Regions from separate parts of the Mus musculus genome. Here regions 1, 3, 4, 5 and 6 are each linked to region 2. Evidence: chromatin contacts called from public Hi-C, HiCAR-type, HiChIP or PLAC-seq and promoter capture Hi-C data. All regions are on one chromosome and are shown on one strand. The core of a region is the stretch at or near the end of the contact, and the rest is flanking DNA. Distances in the headings are between cores, read along the strand shown.

Region 1 (4,298 bases), core at 1,575-4,074, 740 kb after region 2:
GCATCAGTGGACTGAGGCAGTGAACCACACACCCATATCTGAAAGCAGAGCGATTCAGAGCAAAGGAAACAGTACCATGCAAAGGTCATGAGCCAGCCTGTAACTCTGCAAGAAGTCTATCAGACTGGGAACATGTAAGAGAAAACAAGAAGACAACAGGTAACAGAGCAGAGAATTACAGACGCATGGAGGCTACCATGTTCCTCACATACCTCAGTGGTTCTACATTGGCTCTGTGAAGTCATGCTCTGTCCCACTCATCTCTGATCTCCTCTTACCACTGAAACCCAAGTCTAGTACACTACTGACACATGACATTCATCAAAACATGTCACATATGCTTAGCATGTGCAAGGCCTTAGGTCTATCCCTAGCCTCCAAAACTTAAACAAACAACAAAATTATCATGCCTGCTCATTTGGATATCTGTGCCTCTGTGAGTTTAACTGTCTCAGTGGGACACAACTCCTATCATCTATATTAATCACACCTGTACGCTGGGCTTCTTACAATAGTTGACATGAATCACTACTGAATATCAAATGTCAAAATGTATCTAGTAGGAATGTTTCTCTCCTATCAGATAAGATGGTCTTCACAATGGAAAGTGAAATTTGGCCAAAAATAGAAGAGTACAAGAGCTATCATAGAAAAGAGTGACACAGACAGGAGAGGAGGTGCCACAAGGAAGGCATGCAGAATTATGTGAATATAAGTGCCTGCAACACTAAATTAATTCCACAACACACCCCAGCCCATTCATTTTTTTACCTCACTCCTAGGCAAAGAGCTCAGATTGTATGCCCTGGTCTCAACATGTGCTCCCAAATGATGGCTTGTACACTTTAGGCTATTTCACCACTTCTGTGGCTTCCTTGTCTTTGAATACTTTGTGTTTCCTACAGTAATAAAGTATCCATATTACATGCCCAATCGACAATATTATCTTAATTGATTGGAGAGGTGGCTTCACCATCATTTAGCAGTAGGTAAAGGCACTTGCTGCTGAGTCTGAGGGCCTGAGTTAGATCCCCAGGACTCATGTGGAGAAAGATAACTGACTCCTGAAGTTGTCTTTTGACCTCCATAGGTGTATGTGAGAAGCATGCACATGCATGTGCACATGTATACACACAAACTCTAAGTATAAAAGGAAAACATAATTGATTAGGTTAGCCAAAACCATACTTTCTCTCTTTTGTTATATGCAACTTAGAGTTGCCAAAATTCTAAGAAACAAAATCTCCTGTCATCTTTTAATTTTTTTTTCTATTCGCTAGATCCACAAACGCAATTCACTACATATGTTACATGACTCAACTTGAAGAATCTACCCATCTATGGAAATAGCTTTGAAGGAAGGGTTCCAAATATTAGTAAGCCACCCACTTGAAAACCGGACCACTCCTGAATACATAAAACAAGTTTCTAGTTTCTCTTTAGTGTTCAACTTCAAGGAAGAAAAAAATAAGATAAATGTCAAATTCCTACATTTGTCTACCTATAAATTTCTTTTGTCAACTTTAACTACAGGCTGATTTCTCCTTGGATGCTATCAAATGTCTGACATGAATGCAAACCAGTTTTACCCTGATTGAAACATAAATATGCCAGACAGAAACAATGTCACGATTTGGCTGAGATAAAATGAATATTCAAATCCTCAAAGTCGATGTTGATACTTGATGCTAAAAATGGCAAAGTCCAAGTCCAGGACACACTTTAGTTTCTTACCTATTTCATGTGTGTGTGTATGTGTGTGTGTGTGTGTGTGTGTGTGTGTGTGTGTTGTATCTTCATGTATGTCCTGGAGCAAAGAAACGTAAGTTTTACCTGTGTGCAGAATTTCTGGGATTGGAAAGGCAGGGAAAATGGTGGAAACACAGGTCAGGAAAAGCACCCATCACCCTGAAATCTGACTAAATCCTCTCACCAGTTAACACTCAAGAGTAAACTAACATTTTTAAGGTCTTTCTCCCTTCTCTGTTATTTCCTCTGATATTTCACTGGAAACTTCATGTACAGTAAAAGACACATACTAACCCCTTGTGCAACACTAGTAGCTCCTTGCTCTTATCTTATTCAAGGCACCTCTGCAGCCGTCCTATAATCTTAATTATCATTATGGACTACGAGAACAGGAATAAAGAGTGAGATCCTCTGGAAACTTCTTGAACTACGAAATTGAGCACTAGGTCAGCCGAGGTGGAGTCTTCTCTGAGAAACCCACAGCACGATTTCTCCTCTGCTTCCTTCTTAACTTGAGCTCTTCTCTTCCTACTTCTGATACATCCTAGCTTGGTTCACACTGACTGTCCTTAAAATTCTTTTCCCGCACGGAAACCTCAAATCCTGGGTTTGCCTCAACTGTGGTTCCTAAAAGTTACGGGACCGCCTCTAGCTGCTTTGGGTGCCAAGTAGTAGCGAAGAGCTGAGCCTTCATTGGGATCCCGATCCTCCAGATGCAGAGGTCTCTAGAAGGACATCAGCATAAGGTCCCATTGATGAGAAGCGCGCCGCGGGGTCTGCACCGCTGAGAAACAGAGCGCCTCGCAGACTACCGGTCCGCAACACCTGCCCCAAGCCTCCTTACCGATGATGGGCCTCTCGGAGCCATGGTTGTAGGGTCTGGACATCCCGGGACTTGAAAGCCCGCATAGTAGCAAACCCAACAAGCACAGCAGGTAGCCCAGGTTCGCCATCGCGATCGCAATCGCAATCCGGCCTCCGCCCCCACTTAAAAAGGTTCTTCAGCCAGGCGCGCGCCCGGCGGCCAGGTTGGGGCGCGGTCTCGCGGCCTGGGCGGTGCCAAGCTCGAGGGCGCGCAAGGCCGCGCCGCTCAGGCCTCTGGGAAGTGCAGTCCGGGTGCTTGCGGTGCGGAGCTGGGCGGGCCGGGCGGGGGCGGGGCCGGGGGGCGGGCCGGGGGGCGGGCCGAGGCGGGCCGGGGGCGGGCCGAGGCGGGCCGGGGGCGGGCCGGGGACAGAAGGCTCTGGGAGCGTGCTCCAAGCTTGTCCATCGCCCAACGCGCGACCTGCAACTCGCATCCCGCGGCCCAGCGAGTGGCACGCGCGCGAAGGCAGCTGTGGAGACCTCTGAATGCTCCCTGTGAACTCTTATGTGGCCTGGCGAGGTCACCTACACCAAGTGGATACGACCACCCCGGGACCTGATGGCGAGCTCGGGTCCCACCTGGCTCTGTGCGGTAACCAAGCAGCAAGGCCCGCAAGGTTCTAGAAGTTACCAGAGAACTATGCTGCATAAACGCATAGGTTTTCTGGCTTTGATATCCTGACAGCATTCGATGTTAGGACAGGGGTTCACTTCCGAAAAACCACTGATAACATATTTATTTGGGCACAAGGATGTCTGGAGGAAGTAAAAAGCACAGAGTACTTAGAGTACTTGTGTCTCCCTTTCCTTTAGAACCCTGTCAAGGGAAGGGGCTGATTCTTGCCACCTAGCCCCCCAAAAAACAATACCAGGCCACACTCGATACAAAGTGCTTGATTAACTTCGCTGTTACCAGCAACCCCAGAAAACCACTAGTATCTTATAAAATGATAAGAGCAAAGCTAAGCAGTTAAAAACTCAGGTTGACTAATATATTTTGAATGTTCAAATGCATGCACTCATAGCCAGCAGCACAAGGTAAGTTTCTTCCTATCAAGGTTCAACTAAACTCCAGGTTAAAATAGAAAATCTGTTGAAGATGAAACGGTATTTTGAATGGTGTTATTTGTGTAAGAGGTATACAATTTAGGGGGAAAAACATACAATGTGACTTGTGGAAAACTAGTGACAAGGTTCTGGCATTCATCAAGAAATGCAATACATTGTTTAGTTTAGCAAGACTATTGTAGACTGGAGTGTCGAAAGATATTGAGAAAATGCAAAGCAGGATTGAGCCTGAGTTGATAAGGATCTATTGCAAATATGCATCCATGCCTCTGGAGCAGCATCTATCCACAAAGGAGGAAAATTATCTGCTATTATTCACAAAAATAAAATCCAGATAGAGAAAAGATACAAAGGGGAAAGGGGAAATACTAGACTTTGGTATGAAAATATAAATTATATGTGTATCCATTCATAACTTTGATGGTCAGATGTTTTCATAAGATATCAAGTTTTATGAACATCATAAAACATTTAAAAAATCAAGTATTAATGAAAAACGAATGGGTTTGGCCATGTTAAATTTTAATAGTTCTGATAGCTTATCAATTATTTTTAACTGTTTTAGGAAGCTATTAGGTAATTTCTGCTAGAGGTGGAAAGTCACGTATTCTGTAATCTAC
Region 2 (4,525 bases), core at 1,580-4,079:
CCCAAGATTCTCAAATAACTGCAGCTCAGTTAAGGAATACAGGAATCAGCACTGTCAGATCTGGCTTTTTGTGTGTTGTTGTCCCCTCACATGCCTTTTTACTTTCAAAGCTTATAGTAGTAGGGGAGAAAGAATTAGAGCTTCTTAAAGGAGCACTATCCAAAAAAAATTAAGATAGAAGAAAAAATAAAGAAACAAATGAACAGCAATAAAAAATCTCTGTACATATGTACACAAATTCATTTGATAACTGCTATGGCCTCAACTAGGGATTTCTAGCATCATTCAGAAGAAAAGAAGAAAGGATGCAAAGAAGAAGAACTAAAGCATCATGCACCCTCCAGACTTGTTATTACAGTTGCTTTGTTTTTACAAATGCACTTAAAATCAATGCATTTTCAAACACTTGAATTATACAAAGAAGAATTTGCAAGCTGGGTCTCTTAGGAGATAAGTCAGAAGCACAGGGGGCTTCAGGTTTTCTCAGAACATTCCACCTGCTAACACTGTGTCTGGGGACTAGACTAGTGCAAGTCACGACAGCTTCTTCTGAGAGAGGACTTTCTCCACATTGTATACAAGTGCTTCTGTGCCCTAAGTTTTAATGACAGCCAGGAGACTGAAGTCCAGGGGCTTTCAAGTCATTTGACCGACTTTATATTCTTGTGCCTCCCTGTGGTCATCAGAGCACTCTCTCTACCTGAATCCACAGTTGTCCCTGAACCTATATCAGTGGGATTGGTGTTGGGAGTCAAAGGAGTGAATATGCATAGAGAAGGGTGGTACCTGGGATTTTACAAACAATGGTGTGTGTTTAGTTGTTGTGTAGTGCTTCATAAATCAATGAATTAAATCACAAAGAAAATACAGACAGACTTTCCTGTGTCTGTTTCTGCAACCATTTACTTCAGCTACCAGAGGGGCCAATGGCTAAGACTACAGGGAAAGATTTGGAAAAAGAAAACTATTTATTTGTCAGTGTGTATTTTTTTTATGGATTTCATTCATCAGTGATGGCCATGAATGCATTTTCTGTATATCTCATAGTCCTTGACCATGGATGCGTTTTTTTTGTTGTTTGTTTGTTTGTTTGTTTCTAGACAGGGTTTCTCTGTGTAGCCCTGGCTGTCCTGGAACCCACTCTGTAGACCAGGCTGGTCTCAGACTCAGAAATCCACCTGCCTCTGCCTCCCAAGTGCTGGGATTAAAGGTGTGCACCACCACTGCCCGGAGATGATGGATGTCTTAAAGTTAGGATAGAAAACAAAACAAAACAAAACAAAACAAAACAAACAAACAAACAAAAACCCCCACTTCTGACTACACTTGCCCCTTCTCACATGAATGAACAGGAGTTTCAAGAAACATTGTTTTTTGACTTTTTTTAATAGCCATTTGAGTTACTCTTTTGTACTTACTATAATTTCAGAGATGCCATGAGTAGATTTTTCCTTGGAACAATGTTGTCCACATTAGAAATAAAATGTATGTTGTAGGAATTACAAAGAGCAGGACATAAAATTGCAAGAGAAACAAAAATCCAAAACTAATGTCTGAATGGGTTAAATACATACTCTTGCCTTTTCTCTCTTTATAGACCAGGGTATCCTTGAACTCAGAGAGATCAGCCTACTTACGCCTCCAGAGTGCTAAGAGGCAAGAGACACTTGACCTAGCCTTCACTTTTTCTTAACTTATAAACCAAGAATCTACCAGGAGAGCAGCAATAGGTTAAAAACCGTGTTTCCAGCCTTGTTCCTCTTTGGACTCAATTTGTCAAGGGTTTATTTTTGATTCTTTTCTTTTCTTTTTCTTTTTCTTTTTCTTTCTTTTCTTTTCTTTTTTTTTCTTTTTCTTTTTTGGTTTTTCGACTTATTCCTGATTCTTGAGGAGTGATTTAGCTACAGAACTCCTGGGCTCTGCTCTGTTCATGTGAGGGTAGTCAGTTTCTTTAGAATTCGTGGAGAGTTTGTTTGGTATCTTAAGTAACTAGAATTAGGTTTTACTTCTAGGCTCCTCTCACTTTTTCTCTGTCCAACTTCTTATTTGTGTTTATTCTAGAAATATCTCATTATTATTAAAAGGCCCTGTCTTTTCCTTGTCAGTGTCTCTATGAAGACTCCCAAGGCACTCCAAATTAAAGCCTTAAGTCAGTTTGAGCAGTGTGTCTAGTCTCTGGGCTCTTGGGGGAACATTAAGCTCTGCTGTGACCCTAGGCAACTTTTCCTAGAAGATTCCAGCAGGGGCGCCTGGTGCGAAAAATGTCATCTCCGCTGACCTGGGACCCAGAGTCTTGGGTTGAGACCCTTATTGATTGAACCACCTCTTAGCGCCATGCCAGTGGCTCAGTCCACTGCCCTACCTTGGCCATTCATTATGTAGAGTGCTTTCACGTTGAGTTCCAAGTCTCTTGGTCCTTCCTCCCCACACACCAAACAGAACATGTACCTCTCCAGGGCAGCGTGGGTAAACCTAGCTCCAGGTTTTGCAGTAGCTTTCACCCACTCCTCACACCCAGAAAGAAAACCTACAGCTTATGACTCCACAATTGCTCCGTGAGCCTAGGCTTCAAATCCCTGGGGGCCTCCCAGATTCAAGCTCATTCACATTCAATCTCATCCTCCCACAGTCTCTTTCTCTCTCCCCAGACTCCTAACAAGACAAGACGATCCTCCCCAGAGGCGCTCTCTTTCATTCATCCCCTCCCAACTCACACACACACACACACACACACACACACACACACACACACACACACACACTCGCGTGAGCACACACTCTCACACACCGACCCAGACAGCCCACCGCACTTTCCAGACACCCACCTCCTGCATACTCCCCTCCCCTAAAAGACATTCACCCACTCACCAGCTGTAGCCTCTTCCATCCCCCGCCCTCCGCCCGGCTCCCCCTCCTCAAGAAGCCGACCCTCGCGCTAGGAGGTAGGGACCCCTGGCAGACGCACTGCACGGGCGCGCCGCGCTGACCTCCGCCCGCCCTGCACGCAGATTAACAAAGGCGACAGCGAGCCCCAGTCCGAAAGCAGAAAGCCGGCCGCGGGGTCCGGAGCCTGCGCCCGGTCAGTCGGGGAGAGAGCCGCGCGGGCTGCTCTGAAGTCGCAGGATACAGCCGGAGCTGCCAGATCTCTCTCAAGCGGCGCTGCTGGGACGCTGGCCGCACCATGGGCTGCTGCACCGGGCGCTGCTCGCTGGTCTGTCTCTGCGCACTGCAGCTGGTAAGTGCCCAGTGCGTCCGGGTCTGGAAACAGCCCGCTTTTCGGACTGGCTTGTAGGGCTCTGTCCCTGGATCCGAAGCTCCCGGCTAAAGACCGGTGAGCCGGCAGAGCGCATCAGAGGGATCCCCCACCCTCTCTGTCCCTTCCAGGTTATCTGTGCCTCCCGCCTGGTAGCTCTTGCCCGCAGGAGGGCGCGGTCTCACTTCTGGTCCCACGCGCTTGGGTTCACTGCGCCCCCACCCGGCATCGCCACGCGGTCGGGGGCAGCTGGGGTGGCGTTCCAGGAGAGAGCATTTTCCCCGCCCCTCTCTTGGACACCTAGCGTGTGCATCCTCTGCAATTCTGCTTAAGTTATGCCTGGGTTTGGAGCTTGCTCTTATTGGGACGGTTTTCTGGAGATAGGTTCTTGTTTGGTTAGAAGGTGCTTGAGGGCAGCTAGTTACTGAGAGAGCTACAATCTCACCTCTCTTTCAGTATCTGGAAGGCGATCGTAGAGGAGTGGAGTACTCCAGGAACATGTGGTTGTGCTTGGGAACCACAAGTTCAGCCTCTGCCTTTTCAGTTCCTCTTTTGATTTTCTTGAAATGCTGCGTGCTCAGGATGCGACGGACTGACAGCTGTCTTTGGGGAGTGAACAGAGCAAAGAAGGGAACCCGGCTTCTGTTTGGCTTGGCCCCTTGCCCAGGGAGTGAGTGGAATAGGAAGTTGGAAATCAGGGTGCAAAGATAAAAGACCTTTCTGATTCTATGCAAATACTCTGGGTCCTATTGTCATTAGGATTGATTCTGTGGTCTGTTTCGTGGTTACCAGAAGTCAAGGCTGCAATCTCCTGTGCTAGACTTTTGTGAGTGAGATTCATAGTCTTTTTTTTTTTTTTCCCTCCTAGTTCAGGGAGCAGACCTTGTAGGCTCCCCGCGGCACTTCCTTTCTTTGAAGCATTGCGTTTGTTTTGTCAGAACCCACAAAGGTGTAAGTTGTGTATTTTGACAAGGCTTTCAGAGAACTTTACCTAATGGTGATAGCTCTAGCAGGGCTCATTAACGGGAAGAAGTAATAATGAGGCTCAGTAGTTAGTCCTTGTTCACTGGAGGTTTTTAAACATTCTCACTTTTCCAGTTTCCCCCCAAAGCTTCACTGTATATGTGCTTATTCTTCTGTAATCATACACGCAAAACAGATAAATCCGGAAGACTATTGGATAGCCTATTCCACAATGTGTTTGAAATAACAATAATTTAAAACTTACACATGAGCATGATATTTTTTTTCTTTAGCTGGGGTGAAAACCCT
Region 3 (4,772 bases), core at 1,884-4,383, 590 kb after region 2:
CCATTTCTCAGTAATCCAGAATCAGCCAGGAGGACAGTCACCAGATGCTGTGGCTGAACTGGAACATCATACGTGCTGTTTCCATGTCCTGCCTTTAGACTTCAAGCTACATTTCTAGAACCGGATGAAGATATTTTCTGAATCACTTTCCAGACCTTTGTCACTTGCTCTTTACAGTCAAGATAAAAGAAAGAGAAGAGATCATTCCATTTTCTTGTCACCTCTGTTGTACTCTGATGATCAGCCAGTTACTAGACACAATAAGAAAGTGGTGTGCTTTTGGTCTCCCATGCTCTGAAGTGACCTCACCTAAAAATACTGCTAGAAATAGGTATTAATTACAAAGAAAAAACATCTGAAACTTTTATAGAAGTGTGAGGTTTCAGAGGGGCAGGGCAGATTCTTCAACTTGTGGTACTATTTTTCCAATAGACTGATTTAAAAGTGAATAATAATATCTAACCTAAGAAATAAACTAAATGGTAGGAATCTGAAATCTGACACCTAAACTTAAAAGAGGTAAAAAGAAGAATAGAAAGACATTTCAGATGAAGTAGATAGCAGTGTAACATTTGAATAGGATTCTGAGGAGAACCTGGTGTTCATTTGCAACCAGACAGAAGGGAAACCACTAAATGAGGCCATTTGTGCTGGCCTTCCAAAAGCAGGTAGAAAGAAAGACTTGGCTGGTCATGCATGGTCGGTTAGGCCTTAAGCCCTAGCTCTTCAGAAGTGGGCTCAAGGCCTATGTACATTACAGCATGAATTTAAGAGCAGCCTGAATAACTTAGTGAGACCTGTTCAAAGATAAATTAAGGAAGGAGGAAGGAAGGAAGGAAGGAAGGAAGGAAGGAAGGAAGGAGGGAGGGAGGGAGGGAGGGAGGGAGGGAGGGAGGGAGGGAGGGAGGAAGGAAGGAAGGAAGGAAGGAAGGAAGGAAGGAAGGAAGGAAGGAAGGAAGGAAGGAAAAAGGAAGGAAGGGAAGAAGTTTCCACCGTCCATGATTTACTGCCTGCTTAAAAACAAGCAAGCCATTCTCCAGAAATGGTCGACTAAGTGTTGCCTTAGGCCATTGAACTTGAGGCTAAATCAGGAATGTGCGTAGCAATTTACATGCTTAAATACCAACACAGGTATCCATTTTCTTTAAAACAAGCAGGAGGTCTGGAAGATTTACTATTGTGCACCCGTATTCACCACATAGATCTGTATGTTGTGGTGAGAACAGACAAATGTAGATGTTCTGGATCCTACTAGAGGTTCTTTTAGTATTTCACCTTCTACTACTGACAACTGACTGACCAAAACCTGCTTGATACTGGAAAGTGGAGGCTCTTCTAAGCAATGACTCAAAGTACAGGTGCTGAAACTAGACTACACATTTCAAGGTGAGTTGTACAGGCATGTTACACATATTATCCATACTTAGCTCAGCCTGTATATCCAATCTCCGTTCTGTAATGATCTTTCTTCCAGTTGACCTTATGTTTAGAGTTTAGCAAACAGCATAGTTTTCCCAAGTACCCTTTACTCTTTGATATGGATAATCTTCACCTTGTGTGAATATACCACACCATGGAGTGCATGGGAACTTGTTACTTTCTGTTATGTTTTGCTGCAAACCCAATTGTGCTGTAGAAAAGTTTATTCATCTAAACCTCTCACATTAGAAGAGTCCTTATTATATAACTAAAGATAGTATATTGAATACAATAGTCTAAACTTTATACTTTGTATTGAAATTCCTTCCTGTTGTTATACATCGTATAGGTTTTCAATAAATATATGACTATACTCATTACCAAAGTATCATGCAGAATTACTTCACTGTCCTAATATTTCTCTATATCCCTCCCCAAACCTTGGCAGCAACTGGTGCCTTTGTTGCTCTATATGGTCATCTTTTCCAGGTGACCATTACTCTAGATTCATGCATGATTTCATCACTTAAGACCTGCTGTTTTCCCTTATTAATGTGCATTTAAGTCTCTTCATCTTTTTTCTGTGGTTTATGACTGGTTTCTCTTTAGGCTGGTGTCCTATTGTCTGAATAAACCAAGTTTTATTTATCCACTAACTTGGCTGCTTCTAAGTTTTAATAACTATAAATAAATTTGCTACACATATTTAATCATAGGTATCTATTTATACTATCTTGTTTGTTAAGATATCTCTTCAGACCTTTAGCCCAGCTTTTCTTTTCACTATTTATTTTCTTAGGGCTGAATTTTAACAGTTCCTTTTAGACTAGGGATAGCACTAATTTATCAAATTTGACCACTGTAAACATTTTTACAGTATTTTTGTTGCCTATCTTATCTTTCTTTAGACATTGTCATTGACAGAACAGAACTTTTTAATTTTAATGAAATCTACCTTATCAATTATTTCTTCATAGATTGTAATTTGATGTTATTTTTAAAGGCATTACCAGACATAGGACCACTTAGCTCTTCTTGAAAATTATTGTAAGGGAATTTCATAGCTTTATATTCTACATATAGATCATAAATCAGTTGGAGTTAATCCTTTGATGAAAGTACACAATTTCTGCAAATATATTTGCAGTTCTCCAAGAGCATTTGTTGAAAAAAAAGTATTTTGCCCAACCACATAACTTTTGCTTCTTAGTTAAAAATAAAACCACTTTACCCTATTTGTGTGGCAAATTTTCTGGGCTTTCTATTCTGTTCTGTGACACTTTCTGTCTATTCTTTGGCTAATGCTATACTCTATCACTATAGCTGTATGCTATGATATAAATTCAGGTCTTGACAAATATTATTCATGTCTCTCTAAATATTCAGCAAAATTCACTAGTAAGCTCAGGGTCCCCTGACTTTATTCTCCTTGATATAATGTATGATATTCTAATATTCACAACTCTCCATTAAAAAAACCTTCAACTTCAACTTGTAGATGTATGTATACAGTGTCAATTTCTTGAACTTTTATTGGAGTTTCATTGAAACTACCAATTAATTAGGAAAGCCATCTCAATGGAATATGTTCTGGATAGAAAACCACAAGAGACATCTTCCTCTGTCCTCTGAAGTGTACACATGAGCACACACAGCATAGACACACATGAGCACACACAGCATAGACACACATGAACACACACAGCATAGACACACATGAACACTCACAGCATAGACACACATGAACACTCACAGCATAGACAAACATGAGCACACACAGCATAAACACACATTTTTAAAAATTCTGTTGAATTTCAAAAGAAACATCAAAGAGCATCAAGATGACACGATACATAATTAGATAAAATGAGATACAAATATTAAAGTTTGTGGGTATAGTAAGAAGCCATCACTTTCCACGCACCAACTAGAAAATACATTATATGGATGTTTTATATAAAAGGTTTTTAATAACTCTTCCATGGAAAAGATGGGCTTTTAGTGGCTCTTAAAAACTGATGAAAACTGGTAAGGTAATGTGTAACTTAGAAATATTGAATAAAGAGCTCCTCTACCCACTTACCCACTCCTGCCTCACTGCTCTAGCATCAAACCCCCACAAGACCAAGGGCCTCCCCTCCCACTGATACCAGCTAAGGCCATCCTCTGCTACATATGCAGCAGGAGCCATGGGGTCCCTCCATGTGTGTTCTTTGGTTGGCCATTTAGTCCCTGGGAGCTCTGGAGGGTCTGCTTGGTTGATATTGTTCTTCCTATGGGGTTGCCATCCCCTTCAACTCCTTCAGTCCTTCCCTTAGCTCTTCCCAGTGGGGTCCGTGGGCTCAATGCAATGGTTGACTATGAGTATCTGCATCTGTATTAGTCAGGAGGATAGGATGGGGTTTGTGGAGGGATATCATTTGAAATGTAAACAAATAAATTTTATTTGATTAATTAAAAAATGAAAGAAATACAGAATAGACATGATAGGGCACTTCAGAGATGATCAGATGGACTCAGAGGCCTTCATGGCAGGCTCCCAGGACAAACCTGGAGTGATAACCAGGACTGAAGATGGAGGTTATAGTATGAACGATCCAGCATGGGAGGAATGACTGGACCCTCATCCAGTCTGCACTTGGAAACAAAGAAAATGCACCTTACTGATATTGATAGACTCATGATTTGAAACCATCATGGAATTACATAGAACAATTCCTAAAGCTTCCTAGAACAAAATTCTACTTGATGCCAACACAAAGAAAAGATATGTTAATATGTTATATGTTCACCCTCACAATCAAAATAAATGTAACTCATAAAATAGATCTTTTTTGAGATTATAATTTTTATTGGATATTTTATTTATTTATAGTTCAAATGTTATCCCCTTTCCTGGTTTCCCCTCCACAAACCCCCTATCCCATTTCCCCTCCCCCTGCTCCTATGAGGGTGCTCTCCCACCCACTCACCCACTCCCACCTCACTGCACTAGCGTATCCATACACTAGGGCATTCATCCTTCACAGGACCAAGGGCCTCCCCTCCCATTGATGCCAGACAAGGCCATTCTTTGCTAACTATGCAGCTGGTGCCATTGGTCCCTCCATGTGTACTCTTTGGTTGGTGGTTTAGTCCTGGGAGCTGGGAGTAGGGGTGGTTGATATTGTTGTAATTCCTATAGGGTTCTAAACCCCTTCAGCTACTTCAGTCTGTTCCCTAACTCCTCCACTGGGATCCCTGTCTCAGTCTGATGGTTGGCTGCCAGCATCCATATCTGTATTGGTCAGGCTCTGGCAGAGTCTCTCAAGAGACAGCAATATCAGGATCCTGTCATCCAGCACTTGGCATCA
Region 4 (4,365 bases), core at 1,710-4,209, 630 kb after region 2:
GCAATGGGGGATCCCTGAGCTAAAACCCTGCTCTTCTCCTTCATGACTCAGAGAGCTGTTTGGGGATGAGAGATTTGAATTAAGATCCATAAGACAGGAATAAAACTGCCAAGCAAAGCCAGACTAGAGACTTCCCTAGAGGAAGAAACAGGAAACACACAGGAAATCACTTCCTGAAGGACAATTCCTTGAGTCAAACCAAGTGTGGCTCCAGTAACGCTCTACACAAACTCCTCCAACAACGGGTCAAAGCGGGTGACCTGGGTTTTCCTGCCCTGATGACTCACAAAAGGGTAAACTATCTCCTCATTGTATCTCCTGCTTATGTGCTGAGCAGGAGAACGATGGAAAAATGATCAAAGCTCCCGTTTGATTTCAATTCTGTTTGATCTATTTAAATCCAGGGTCTGGATTCATTTGCATAATCGGTTTTATTTACAACTTAGAAATCTCCTAGCCTTTAACCTGTTCTGAATTCATTAGAGTTATGGCTGTTGTGGAATTTTTCACAGAATCTTTCTAATAAAACTGCATGTTTGTTGTTTTAAAGCTGCCCCAGCAGATAAATCTAATAAAGTAAACTTATACAAAAATTAGATTTCAAGTTTTTAAAAAATGTCCCATGCATTTAATGAAATTTTAATGTCTTTCAACCACCTAAAATTGCAAATGAAAAACAAACCAATTTAAAACTTGAATTGGCATTACAGGAGAATCTGTCTTTTCTACTACAATCTATATGATTATATTAAGAATTGCAAATATTTTACACACCAAACTGGTATAAATTCTAGGTAATAGTCAATAGGAGGTTATTAATACTATACAGTACAGCTGCTTTACTTTCTCCCTTTCCCTTAGTAGACATGCACAATTTCTATCTAATGTAAGCTGGTATTTCTTCATGATCAGGATCTTTCTGGTGGAAACAGGGCATTAATTTCAAATGAATATCTTCCTATGAATAGATTTAAATAATTGATATGCATTCTGTATTGTGTATGCATTGCAGCTATATGTTTATGTATATGTACATACATATTTGTTAAAACAAGAGGGATTCTCATTCCACAGTCTACAACTATGATTAACAGTTAATTTGAGTAGACAAACATGTTTTCTGTACTCAATTTATTTGGGGTGCATTTTAGGCTTGCCGTCAATTTAAAACACTTCACTATCTTCTGGCCTAGCTTGACAGCACTTGGTTGGCATTCTGTTTGTTTCTATTAACCATACCACCTGGTGGCACTCTACACTGCTTCCATTTCCCAGGTAGGATGCCAACTGTTGTAGACATTTTAGTGATTAGTTAGGCTGAATTTCAATCATACTTTTTTTCTTGTTCTAAGGTTATTGTCCTGGCCCAAAATAGTTTTTGGTTTTCAATGTCTATACTAGCTCAGATAGCAATCCCTTGTGGATTTACTATTGATCTACTCATTTGAGAAGCAGTCATTGAGGGGCTTCTGTGTGGTAAGCCACTCCATACAGAGATGAATTGAAGAATGTAGCCATATCCCAGGGGATCTCACATTCTAACAGATGAGCCAGACTTATGCATATACAGACCTGTGAAGAGGAGATGATATTATGGCAAGTGAATTAAGTAGGCCAAAAAACAGAGGCTGTAGTGTAAGTGAATCAAGCCCAGATGTTCAGAGCATGTGTCTTGTCCACATGTATGGAATATCACATTGTAAGGAAAAGAACAAAACAAATACGTTTTTAAATAATAGAAAAAAAATATCTACTAAGCTAAAATTCTCAAAAAGAATTTTAGGAAAAAAGAAAGAAATCATATATGACCTTGAAGTCTTTTTTTGCACCAGCAGTGCCAAAAATGTTTTATATTTGGCACTCAGAGACATAATGTCAACACATATACAGGCACATAGCAAATAAACTACCCTTCCCTTAGTAAGAAACAAGTGTCCCAAAGGGCTGGTTGCTATCTATTCCAAGTGTCACTTCCCTCAAAATCGTCACACATGCACACTAGTGCATTCACAAACATGTCTACACACATATAGAGATACATGCATATATACACATGAGTATGCACACAAACACATATACATGCATATATTCATGCACATAGTTATGCACACGTATACACATGTAACATATACACGAATACTCATGTATCTACTCACAGAGACACTTCAGAGAGTAAGGCCATCAACCTTCTGTCAGTTCAGCATCCTCTCAGGCCATGCCATTTGGGGTGTTCTACTGGATGGTGTGGAGTGGTGAATAGATTTAATCTTGGGAATGATAGGTTCTGATCAATTTTCTTTGGAAAGTAATTCACAGAGAAAAGGATTTATGAGAGAAATCGCAGTAAAGAAATGATACTTTTGATGGAGATTGTCCTCAGAAACAGAACAAAAACTGATGATGCAGTTATAAAACAAAAAGGAGGAAGAGGAGGAGATGAAGAAGAAGAAAGGAGGATGGGAGGAGGAAAAAATATTGTTTCCAAGGAGAAATGCCTAAAATTGTAGGAGCAGACAGTAAAAAGGAGTTATAGCGAGGCTTCAAAGCCAACAAGTATTTGTCACTTGATTTATAGAGCAAAGTAAAATATCGGCTAGTCATAAGCAAAAATGATAAAAAAAATGGACTGAGTAAAACTGAGTAACTGTAAGAAAATACCTTACATGGGTCAGGAATTCACTTAAGAGTTGTTGAGACAAATTCTGGGACTGTTTGTGCCCTCATACCTTTTGGAACATTTTTTTTTCAGCCATTCTCTTCTGCTTCATTGACCTCAAAGAGTTTCTAGAATTTATTATCTCATTATTTAAGTATTACACACTCTCTGGAAATTCTAAAGTGGAAAGAAACTGTCACCAAAGATTACAAGAAACAGTTTGCTCCAGGAATCTGAACTCACAAAGGGAACAAAAGCCAAAAGCACAGCCAATAAAAACTCAGGGTAGTACAAAAACACAGGGAGCAGAGAGAGGATGAAACTATCTGGCAGGCTAAGGGCATTTCTACCATAATGCAACTGGTGTAGCTTTCAGAACTGAGAAAGCTCAGGAAGAATTGAATAGCTATTAAAATGAATGTCACAGAAGAGAAGGAAAAAACTAAACAAAAGGAATGATGCTTGCTGTGGTCCCAGCAGTTGGGAGGTAGAGGAAGGTCACCACCTCAATGACATCGTCATCTGCATAGTTGAAGCTAGGCTACATAAGCTTTGTCAGGGAGAAAATTTAAAAGAAAAAGAAAAGAAAAGGGCAATCCCTGGTCTTTTCTAAATGCTAGAAAGTAAACACACAGTGCACATGTTAGGTTGATGTAAAGGTGTCATAAGCATCTCATAAGGATGAGACAGCTCTTCCAAAACAAAGCCAAGTGTAAAGGAAGAGAATAGTAGATACTCACCATCATCAAAGTACCTTACAAGGAGACTGAGCAGCGTTCTCGATATATGAATCAAAGAGAGCATCCTAATCCTTCATGGTCTAGGTGAGCCTTCTGCAATAATATATACCCCAGCAACTAAAAGAACAACACTGGAAATATTAAGAACACCCATGGAAGGAGTTACAGAAACAATGTTTGGAGCTGTGACGAAAGGATGGACCATCTAGAGACTGCCATATCTGGGGATCCATCCCATAATCAGCTTCCAAACGCTGACACCATTGCACACACTAGCAATATTTTGCTGAAAGTACCCAGATAGAGCTCTCTCTTGTGAGACTATGCCGGGGCCTAGCAAACACAGAAGTGGATGCTCACAGTCAGCTATTGGATGGATCACAGGGCCCCCAATAAAGGAGCCAGAGAAAGTACCCAAGGAGCTAAAGGGATCTGCAACCCTATAGGTGGAACAACATTATGAACTAACCAGTACCCCAGAGCTCTTGACTCTAGCTGCATATGTATCAAAAGATGGCCTAGTCGGCCATCACTGGAAAGAGAGGCCCATTGGACACTCAAACTTTATATGCCCCAGTACAGGGGAATGCCAGGGCCAAAAAGTGGGAGTGGGGGGGAGGGGGAGTGAGGGGGGAGGGTATGGGGGACTTTTGGGATAGCATTGGAAATGTAAATGAGGAAAATACCTAATAAAAACAAACAAAAAAAAAACAAGACAAAAAAAAAGAATAAAAATCGCTGTGTGTGTATCACACACAAAAAAAGGGCATATTCATCTGCAAAACATCTGTGGAGTGACTTAAAATATGAAGAAATGAGAAATCTCACCCCTTCGAAGTCCATGCTACTGGAAAAAATAAAGAACAGGGACAAATATCAATGCCAATCAGAACTTAAAGGAAAGATGAATGACACCATCTCATGGGCATTCGGACAGGTTCTACACTCCCTCCCCCTCCCCAGCAGCAG
Region 5 (4,274 bases), core at 1,215-3,714, 1.0 Mb before region 2:
TCCCTAAATATGTAAGCATAGTGCTTTTAAAAAAGAATAATTCTCCTGCATAACATCACTACCACATCTAAGAAAAGTACGCCCTTATACCTTATAATCCTAACATATTCTAATTTCCTTATCTGATTTGTGTTTTCTAAAAGGATTATTTTTGAGAGGGGGATGGAGATTCAGTCATTGTTTTTAACTTCATCTGTTACAGCTCTTCATTCTTTTCTTTTTTTAATACTGTTTTCACATATTATTTTTTTAAGTGTGTATATGGGGTGTGTGTGCAAGTGTCCTTGCTAGCACACCTCAACAATGCTTCAATTCCTAGAGCAGAACGGAGAAAGATTAATACAGAGCTATTTTGTAAAGCTTTGCCTGGAAGCTCATATTAGCTGACTAAAGAAAATCACGTGGTCACATTTAGCTTTAGTAAGTAAACACTCTATCAGCCATTTAGCAGAAGCCAATTCTAGATGAACCCAAGTCACCATTTTCTCATGTATTCAGAAAGTCTTGTAAGACCGGGCTTACCCTCATCCCCCACACCTCTCCCTGGACAACTTCTGTGCACAATACTCAGACACTCCAAACCCTTTTCAGTCTCACCTGCACCTCCCCTACCGCCCCACCAATCCCGGCTTTCCACCTCTAAATTTACAAACCTGCATCCACTAACTTTAATTTGAGCCCTGGCCAGAGTAAGGCATTCTCAGACAGAAACAGCTCACGAGAAATGATATATTTTCCCCTATAACAGATAAACCCTTGATGAAGATTTATGTACAGATAATGATGACCTCTGGAAGAATACTCAGAGGCAGATTTTTGATTTTGACTTTGTAAACAACCTGCTACCTTTTTCGAAACCGTTGTCTCAAACGTCTCCCGGTAATGGAGGGGCAATTTCCAATCATTTTTCTAGCAGATGTAACGTTATCTGAACATCCACAAGCCATAATGTGGCAATACCATGTAACCTTCTCCTACAAATGCCACTTAAGGCAGAACAAGCAAGCAAACAACATTAAAATCCAACTACTGGACTTTCAAAGGCTTTCCATTATCAAAATTGTGTCTGGAAACCTCCAAGTCTCTCCTGGCACTGAGGAGTCAAGAGGACTGACTCACAGGATTCAGCACATGGTTGTATATTTCATGGTACATTCTATGAACACTCAACCCGACTAGACTGGAAAAGGGTACTTTGCCCATAACTTCCATAAAGTCTCTCTCTTCAGGTGGGTAAGACAAGGACTAAGCAGCAACATGAATCTGGGTTCAGGGGAACCCATTAGAGACTTGGAGCACAGAAACTGTATGGTAACTGGTCATTTTGGCATGAAACATAATGCTGAGTATAGAACAATTACTACTACATCAGAACATGCCCAAACTCCAAGTTTTAAGATGCCAAACAAGGGCCAATGTTGCAGGCAGAGCCATCAAAGGACAGAAGTTTCAGGCCTGACTTCACCACAAACATGTTCTGGCTTTTTCTTTCTTTCTTTTTTTTTTTTTTTTTTGAGGTTTTGCAAACATCAAACGTTACAGCTTTCTTTTAAAACATAAATCTATTGATGTATTTTATATGTATGGCTGTGCACGTGTTTAGTGTTTCGATTTGCATTAGTGAGGTCAGAGTAGCTTCTCTCTTTCACCTCGTGGGTCCAGGAGATTGAACCATCAGGTTTGGCGACCTGCTGAGACGTCAACTTCAGCTTTTAATTTAAATATTATCTAGCACTTGCGTTACCTCTAACAAAGGATGTACGGCTAACGCAATTAATATCACACTTTTCAACTGGCTACAAGCTTCCCTTGTCAAATTGGTTTTTGTTTTGATTTTTTTTTAAGTTTTGGGCTGCTATTCTCCAGCGTGAGAAGAGGAAATGCAAACATCTTCCTTTTAGATACCCGGGCTCAAAACACTCAATTCTATGAACCTCTTACAAGCACTTTGAGATACGTCACTATCATCATCCTTAATTTACACTTGGAACTGGATAGAGGTAAAGTGACTTGCAGAAGTCCGGGAGCCGGACGTGGGCTCAGGTATAGGATCGACCCCTAACCTAATATTTGGCGTCGCCAAAAAGCTGTGTCTAGGCTCTTCGTCAGGCCATGAATGCACCCCAAGTTAGCAGAGCGGGATGTGCTGCGAGGGGAGACCCCGAGGGGACAAGCGGACGCTGCATGCCCGGGTCACCAAAAAGACGAGACTCGGCCTGGCTCCCTCCCCGACCCCGGCTCTTCCCCCCTGCCGCCAGCACTCGGCCCGGGAGGCCGCCTGGTGCCTTTGTGAATCTGGACGCGAGGGTAGGCTAGGAAACCTCTCTTTCTAGGCTGGTTGACGTACAGGAAGGTCTCGTCGCCCAAGCGAAGACACAGTGGTTACAGTGACCCCAAAGCCTGGGCCCCAACTCACCCCGCCCGCCGGGCCGCAGCTTCCACACGCAGGAGCTTCTGCGCCTGTGCAGAGGGGAACCCGGAGAAGGCGGGGCTTGGCGTCCTGGGCGGGGGCGAGGGCGGGGTCTGGTGTTCTGGGTGGGCCGAAGGCGGGACTTTGAGTCCAGACCCAGATCTGGGTTTTCCTTTGGCGGCTTGGAGGTTGGAGCATGGTGGAGGAGTGTAGATGGGATGAGGGGATGGCGCCCTGCAGCCAACTGATTACAGTGCCAGCCACGGGGCCTGGATGCAGGCGCTGGCTTTAGTGAGCTGCGTCCCACTTGCTGGGTGCCTTTTAAGACAGCTTCCCTTGTTCCATCACCCAACTCGGAACCTAAAGTCGCATCTGAGATTCACTCTATATGATTTTAACGTTTTATTTCACGTGGTTCTCACTTCTGAACTAGATTGTACATCACACCTGTAATTCTGCTCAATCCGATCATCTGTTACAACAATGTACACCTTGCTTTTGAGTAAAAACAGTTGGTTTGAAATTTTGTTGTGGGGCTGGAGAGATGACTCAGTGGTTAAGAACACTGACTACTCATCCTGAGATCCTCAGTTCAATTCCCAGCAACCACATGGTGTCTCAGAACCATCTGTAATGGGATCCGATACCCTCTTCCTGTTACAAAAAATAAAAAAATTTAAAAAACAAAAAATAATTTCTTGCAAGCACTAGTTGATGAGCCACAGTCTTTCACAAGGGACAAGTTGTGACCTAATGGATCGTGTGCTGGGGTTGGAGTTTAAAAGAGTTCAGTTAAGAACCAAAAGCTGACTGGGTTTGTTGTTGTGGTTTGTTGTTTCCACTTTTTTTTTTTTTTTTAACTTAAAAATCTAATTCATTTCCATGGGGAAACTTGGCAAAGGAGAGAACTCTTCCTTTATGTTGTTTATAGGAACCATTCATTAGACAAATGCAGTGGAATACAAGCATGCTGGTCAAGATACTAGGTATGGGGTACATAATTGTCTTTTAGAAGGTCATTTTCTTCCAGGGAAAAAAAGAAATGCTGCATCTGTAAGAACAGTTTGGGTTATGATATAATTCCAAAGTCTATATACAAATTTCAAATTTGTCTGTATAAATATCAAGTTTCATATGTTAGTATTGAATTTGAAATAGACTATGTAAAAGATGCAAAAATTTGCATCCTAAATTGTGTCAGGTTTTTGTTTTTTGTTTTTTTCTGGTTTTTCTTTCTTTTTTTTTTTATTAGATCTTTTCTTTATATATATTTCAAATTTCAAATGCTATCCGGAAAGTTCCCTATACCCCCCACCCCGCCCTGCTCCTCTACCCACCCACTCCCACTTCTTGGCCCTGGCATACCATTGTACTGGGGCATATAAAGTTTGCAATACCAAGGGGCCTCTATTCCCAGTGATGGCCGACTAGGTCATCTTCTGCTACATATGCAGCTAGAGACATGAGCTCTGGGGGTACTGTTTAGTTGATATTGTTGTTCCACCTATAGGGTTGCAGACCCCTTCAGCTCCTTTGGTGCTTTCTCTAGCTTCTCCACTGGGGCCCCTGTGTTCCTTCTTATAGATGACTGTGGGTTTCTCTGTATAGCCCTGGCTGTCTTGGAACTCACTCTGTAGACCAGGCTGGCCTCAAACGCAGAAATCCACCTGCCTCTGCCTCCTAAGTGCAGGGATTAAAGGCATGCACCACCATTGCCCAGCCTAAATTGTGTCAGAAATAGGTCTTTTTAAAAAGTATATATTAAAACTCATGGAAAAAATAACAGAAGAAAAGAAATTTTTTTTTAATTTTTAAAAATAGAAAACAAAAGACTCAACTTACAGTTAAAGGAAAAAGGGCAGAA
Region 6 (4,121 bases), core at 709-3,208, 770 kb after region 2:
GTATATTAATAACAATAATAATAATTAATAAACACTGATTCTTTCAGAAAGGAAATGGTTTAAATACAAGGTAGACTAAAATGTAGGACAAAGACCTAATTTCTTTGATGTAGATAGGTATTTTTGAAGAAAAAACAAGTGGCAAACACAAAAAAAAGATAAATGGAAAATTAGTTTTAGATATTTAAAATATGGTTAACCACATTTATAAGAAAATTAATGTATATAATAATGAAAATGCAAAACTATTCCTCGTCTAGCAGGCATACATCTTATTTGGTAAGACAGTGTACATAACAATAGAGAGAAAAAGACGTCACTATGCAGTGTGCATTTCATCAGAGTAGCAAACACTGAAAACTCCCTGCAAAGGTGGTGTGCTCCTCAACAGTAAACATATCTGCGTCGTGCTTCAGCGACTGATGGATTTGTTCAATAAGGATATGTTCCAATTTATGTGTACAGACAAAGACCAACTTAGATGCAGTCAGGGAGAGAAGAAAATACTCACCTGTTGATGGCATTTGTATACTGCTAGGCAGTGTGCGGATATTAAAAAGAAAAGAAAAGAAAAAGAAAGAAAAAGAAGGAGAAACTCCAAATGAAATGAAGAGGTGAACAGTGAACATGGCAGCGCTGGGGTCCCCCATCACTGAATGTAGGGATGAACGATCAGCATAGGGCCTAACAGCACCCGCCCAGTAACAATCTCTACAGCCACAAACAAAAAACTGACTAGATATCCCCAAAAGAGTAGTAGGTGTGAGCACATGTTCACATGACCTGATTCTATAACAGCATGCAGTTGAGAAAAGCCAAAGGAAAAAATAAACTCACAAGCGCCTGTTTGCGTGAGCATTGTTACACAGGCTTGAAGTAACAGGTAATGCCATACTTCTGGGTCCTCAAGGTCTAACTAGAGTTTGTGTTGGGAAATTCTTTTCTTTTAGGAAATTCCTTTGAAGTTTTTCCTGTTTTGTATTGTTTGTGGTGTTTTTTGCCATACTTGGTGCTTATCCAATAAAATTAGTTTCATAAACCCAGGGCATGTTGGAAATCCGCAGCCTGCTGATCACTGACTACTTTCTCCGTGCCAAGCACAGGGTTTGGCACATCTTGTTCTAGCATTCCAGGTTAATGTGCAATTCTCGAAACTACTGTCATGTCCTCACAGTTACTGAACAGATAAGGGTGCTGACCCCAAGAGGGACAAAGTCAAGGTCGCATCTCCCTGACCCCAAGGCCCCATCTCTCTTGGCCCCAAGGCCAGTGTGTTGTGAATACCTGAAACATAAAAGAAATCATCTGTACTGCCCTGGGTTTCAAACATGCCAAACTGTGCATTTAGCTCTATTAACATAGTCTTTTTCAAGATGCCTTTAGATGTCCATTTCGTCGTCCTCTGTCCACACCTAGTTATCTATTCAGTTAACACAGCTGAGCACCCCGGGGGTCAGGGATCTCCACTTTGTTTAATTCCCAAGGACCCTAGTAGTCCACGGGATGTCCTCCGCGGCGGCGGGGACCAAAACATCGGCGGGGGCGAAATCGGGGTTCTGGGCGCGCCTGCAGTCACACTGCCACGCTCGGCGCGCGTGGATTCCGCCGTCGCCGAGCTCTGCCCGCCCCCGGTGCACACTTACGCGCCAGGCCAGATCCAGATCGAAATCCCGGGCGCGCAGGAAGCGCAGCAGGAAAGCGTCTGTGAGAGGCTGCGGGGTCTGCGGGACGCCTGCCTCCTGCACCCGGCGCCTGAGCTCCGCCAGGCCGGGCTGGAGCAGCGGCGAGTGGTCGGGCAGCTCGTTGAGCTGTTTCCCAACCAATGGCCCCGGCCGCATCTCTGCCATGCCCGCCGTGCTGTCCCGGCGACAGGGGGGAAAAGTGCGGGCCCAGAGCCACCCTCCGCCCCCCGCCGTGGCCGCCGCCCCACGCACACTCACCCGGGCCGCCCCGATCTCCCGTGCCCCGCCGGTGCAAGGGTCACGGCGCCCTCTTAAAGAAGCCCACGTGGTGCCCTCCGGTGCTCACCAGGGTAACCGCAGCCAGTCCCAGGGAAGGAAAGTCACTAGTGTTGAACCTAAAGAACGGGAAGTCGAAAAGTTACTTGGGATGTTTATAATCAGGCTGCCAGAGACTTTTCTCACCCTTTCCTCGTTGCCCTTCCCCCTCTGTCCGTTTTGGAATCAGGGAACACTGTAAACGGCTCTTTAATTAGCTTGGGTAGCAGACACTCAGGAACCCTCCTCCTGACCCCTTCCTTAAGGCTGAGCTCAGGCCATCTCTGGCATTCTAACTAGTTTCCAAAATGTAACTCAAGGAAGCCACCTTTGGCAGTCTCCTCCTCCTCCTTGCTTCTCTCCAGGAAAATGCTTTCCAGATCTTGGCATCTGGCTCTACTAGAGAAAGGAGAGCGGGTGGGGGAGGTCACATTTTAAACACTAACGATGTATGTGTTTAGATGCCACCAGTCTCTCAATCAAAACCCTTACTTAAGGAACCTGAAGGATGTCTGCTGAAGAATACACAGAGATGACCGCGAAATCTGAATGAACACACGGAAGTATTTTTTCCTTCATTTCCATTAAAATTATCCTACACTTGAACTGCCACCTGAACAGAAGAAAGTCCACAAAACTAACTCCTCTTAATATGCAGTGCATGTTCACAAAACACTGATTTTGCGAGTGAAAGAGGCCTTAAAGGAACTCAGAGCAAGAATGTCTGATGGAGTGGCTCTTGGGTAGAGACCATGTTCCGATTATTGAGGATATCCTCAAAACAGAACTCTTGCCTTGGAGACGTTTTTCATTTTTGTGTGGGCTGGAAGTAAAAGGAGCAGAGGTAAATCTCCTCCATGGTGTAGGAGAACATTAAGCAAACACCAGGGAACAAGGCCAAGCGGCTGTGTTGTGGTGTGAACCCCTGAATCACAAAGAGAGCTGGCTGGGGTGCTTGGTTACCGGGCTGAGAGCTTTGAATTCTATACTGAGGAAGGAGAGGGAACAGTATTAAATAACCAGGATCCAATCTGAAAACTGTTAAGTCTCAAACCCTGGGACAAGTAGCTAGGTGCCTTTTAATACATCAAAGTGGAGCTGTCCCCTAGGTTGTCCCAGCATCTCTCAGTCCCTACTTGTTAGAGGGCATGGCAGGTATGCTCCACCCCACCGTCTCCCTGCCAGCCCTCCAGCCCAGGGTGTGGGCCGTCCTTCCAGAGAAGCTCATCCCTATATAATCCAGCCGGTTTGTTACCTTCCCTCTTTAGTTTTTAGCCTTTTCCTCTCTAGACTGCTGCTCCTGCCCCACCCCCACCCTCTTTATTTATTAGCCTTTTCCTCTCTAGGCTGCTGCACCTGCCCCACCCCCACCCTCGCTCAGGTTCATGTCCACATTTGACTCTCCTAAATGTGTCTGCCTCTGGCTGGGCTCTCCCTTTTTATTTACAATACATTTTCTCTTCCACCGTACCTAGGAACAGTCATATCGTTTTCATTTTATTTCTTTCTTATTTTGTTTTTTTTTTTAAATTTTTTTTCATTCAGGAACCAGAATAACTGAGGACTGGAAAGTGTAAACCTTAGCTGATACTTCTAGAGAGATGGAAAGCTGTTGGAATAAAACTGACAAATCAACATGAAAACCAAAGTGTGGACACTTTGCCCCTTCTTAGAATTGGGAACAAAACACCCATGGAAGGAGTTACAGAGACAGTTTGGAGCTGTGACGAAAGGATGGACCATCTAGAGACTGCCATATACGGGGATCCATCCCATAATCAGCGTCCAAATGCTGACACCATTGCATACACTAGCAAGATTTTGCTGAAAGGACCCAGATAGAGCTGTCTCTTGTGAGACTATGCCGGGGCCTACCAAACACAGAAGTGGATGCTCACAGTTAGCTATTGGATGGATCACAGGGCCCCCAATGGAGGAGATAGAGAAAGTACACAAGGAGCTAAATGGATCTGCAACCCTATAGGTGGAACAACATTATGAACTAACCAGTACCCCTGAGCTCTTGACTCTAGCTGCATATGTATCAAAAGATGGCCTAGTCGGCCATCACTGGAAAGAGAGGCCCATTGGACTTGCAAACTTTATATGCCCCAGTACAGGGAA

The links. Promoter capture Hi-C pulls out the DNA fragments that hold promoters and counts their contacts. Hi-C and Micro-C count contacts between places; a contact is called where the count stands out from the background. HiCAR-type assays count read pairs that join an accessible place to other places. HiChIP or PLAC-seq counts read pairs in DNA pulled down with a chosen protein or histone mark.
Region 1: a contact with region 2 is called in a HiCAR-type map of astrocytes, with 6 times the contacts expected there. The contact joins the promoter of Ggh here to the promoter of Nkain3 in region 2. A contact is called at or near these places in 8 of 39 promoter capture datasets (cranial neural crest, embryonic stem cells, frontonasal cranial neural crest and 5 more), 8 of 484 Hi-C or Micro-C datasets (embryonic stem cells, nephron progenitors, pre-pro-B cells and 1 more), 6 of 115 datasets of contacts at active chromatin or transcription factors (astrocytes, embryonic forebrain, embryonic stem cells and 3 more) and 1 of 9 other capture datasets (embryonic stem cells).
Region 3: a contact with region 2 is called in an H3K4me3 HiChIP or PLAC-seq map of neural tube, with 6 times the contacts expected there. The contact joins the enhancer-like site here to the promoter of Nkain3 in region 2. A contact is called at or near these places in 2 of 39 promoter capture datasets (cranial neural crest and hippocampal neurons), 1 of 484 Hi-C or Micro-C datasets (cerebellar granule neurons) and 4 of 115 datasets of contacts at active chromatin or transcription factors (embryonic forebrain, embryonic hindbrain, forebrain and 1 more).
Region 4: a contact with region 2 is called in a Hi-C map of uterus, with 2.7 times the contacts expected there. The contact joins the enhancer-like site here to the promoter of Nkain3 in region 2. A contact is called at or near these places in 14 of 39 promoter capture datasets (the 3T3-L1 cell line, the C10 cell line, the HPC-7 cell line and 9 more), 4 of 484 Hi-C or Micro-C datasets (nephron progenitors, neural progenitor cells and uterus), 13 of 115 datasets of contacts at active chromatin or transcription factors (SST interneurons, differentiating embryonic stem cells, embryonic basal ganglia and 9 more) and 1 of 9 other capture datasets (embryonic stem cells).
Region 5: a contact with region 2 is called in a promoter capture Hi-C map of hippocampal neurons, with 3 times the contacts expected there. The contact joins the promoter of Usp45 here to the promoter of Nkain3 in region 2. A contact is called at or near these places in 2 of 39 promoter capture datasets (cranial neural crest and hippocampal neurons).
Region 6: a HiCAR-type map of astrocytes shows a contact between it and region 2, with 4 times the contacts expected there. The contact joins the promoter of Ttpa here to the promoter of Nkain3 in region 2. A contact is called at or near these places in 1 of 39 promoter capture datasets (hippocampal neurons) and 6 of 115 datasets of contacts at active chromatin or transcription factors (astrocytes, embryonic forebrain, embryonic limb bud and 3 more).

Annotation. Positions count from the first base shown.
Region 1 is chr4:20,040,578-20,044,875 of GRCm38.p6, reverse strand. It overlaps Ggh (gamma-glutamyl hydrolase), which reads right to left and starts at 2,824. Exons shown (of 9, transcript NM_010281.2): 1 at 2,594-2,824. The coding sequence starts at 2,702. It overlaps 4930598A11Rik (a long non-coding RNA gene), which reads left to right and starts at 2,972. Exons shown (of 2, transcript XR_881147.2): 1 at 2,972-3,648.
Region 2 is chr4:20,776,972-20,781,496 of GRCm38.p6, reverse strand. Nkain3 (Na+/K+ transporting ATPase interacting 3) reads left to right here and starts at 2,829. Exons shown (of 6, transcript NM_001290410.1): 1 at 2,829-3,235. The coding sequence starts at 3,182.
Region 3 is chr4:20,190,257-20,195,028 of GRCm38.p6, reverse strand. The region is part of intron 4 of Nkain3 (Na+/K+ transporting ATPase interacting 3); the gene reads left to right. Among named protein-coding and RNA genes, the nearest start is that of Gm11872, 150 kb to the left of the region's middle. Within about 2 kb of position 3,133, at least 122 of the 459 cell types and tissues checked have an H3K27ac peak or open chromatin away from gene starts, as enhancers often do. A contact at or near this core is called in neural tube, where this site is marked.
Region 4 is chr4:20,146,170-20,150,534 of GRCm38.p6, reverse strand. All of the region lies in intron 5 of Nkain3 (Na+/K+ transporting ATPase interacting 3), which reads left to right. Among named protein-coding and RNA genes, the nearest start is that of Ggh, 110 kb to the right of the region's middle. Within about 2 kb of position 2,959, at least 5 of the 459 cell types and tissues checked have an H3K27ac peak or open chromatin away from gene starts, as enhancers often do. A contact at or near this core is called in heart atrium and uterus, where this site is marked.
Region 5 is chr4:21,774,460-21,778,733 of GRCm38.p6, reverse strand. Usp45 (ubiquitin specific petidase 45) reads right to left here and starts at 2,464. Exons shown (of 18, transcript NM_152825.2): 1 at 2,417-2,464.
Region 6 is chr4:20,006,166-20,010,286 of GRCm38.p6, reverse strand. It overlaps Ttpa (tocopherol (alpha) transfer protein), which reads right to left and starts at 1,958. Exons shown (of 5, transcript NM_015767.4): 1 at 1,644-1,958. The coding sequence starts at 1,847.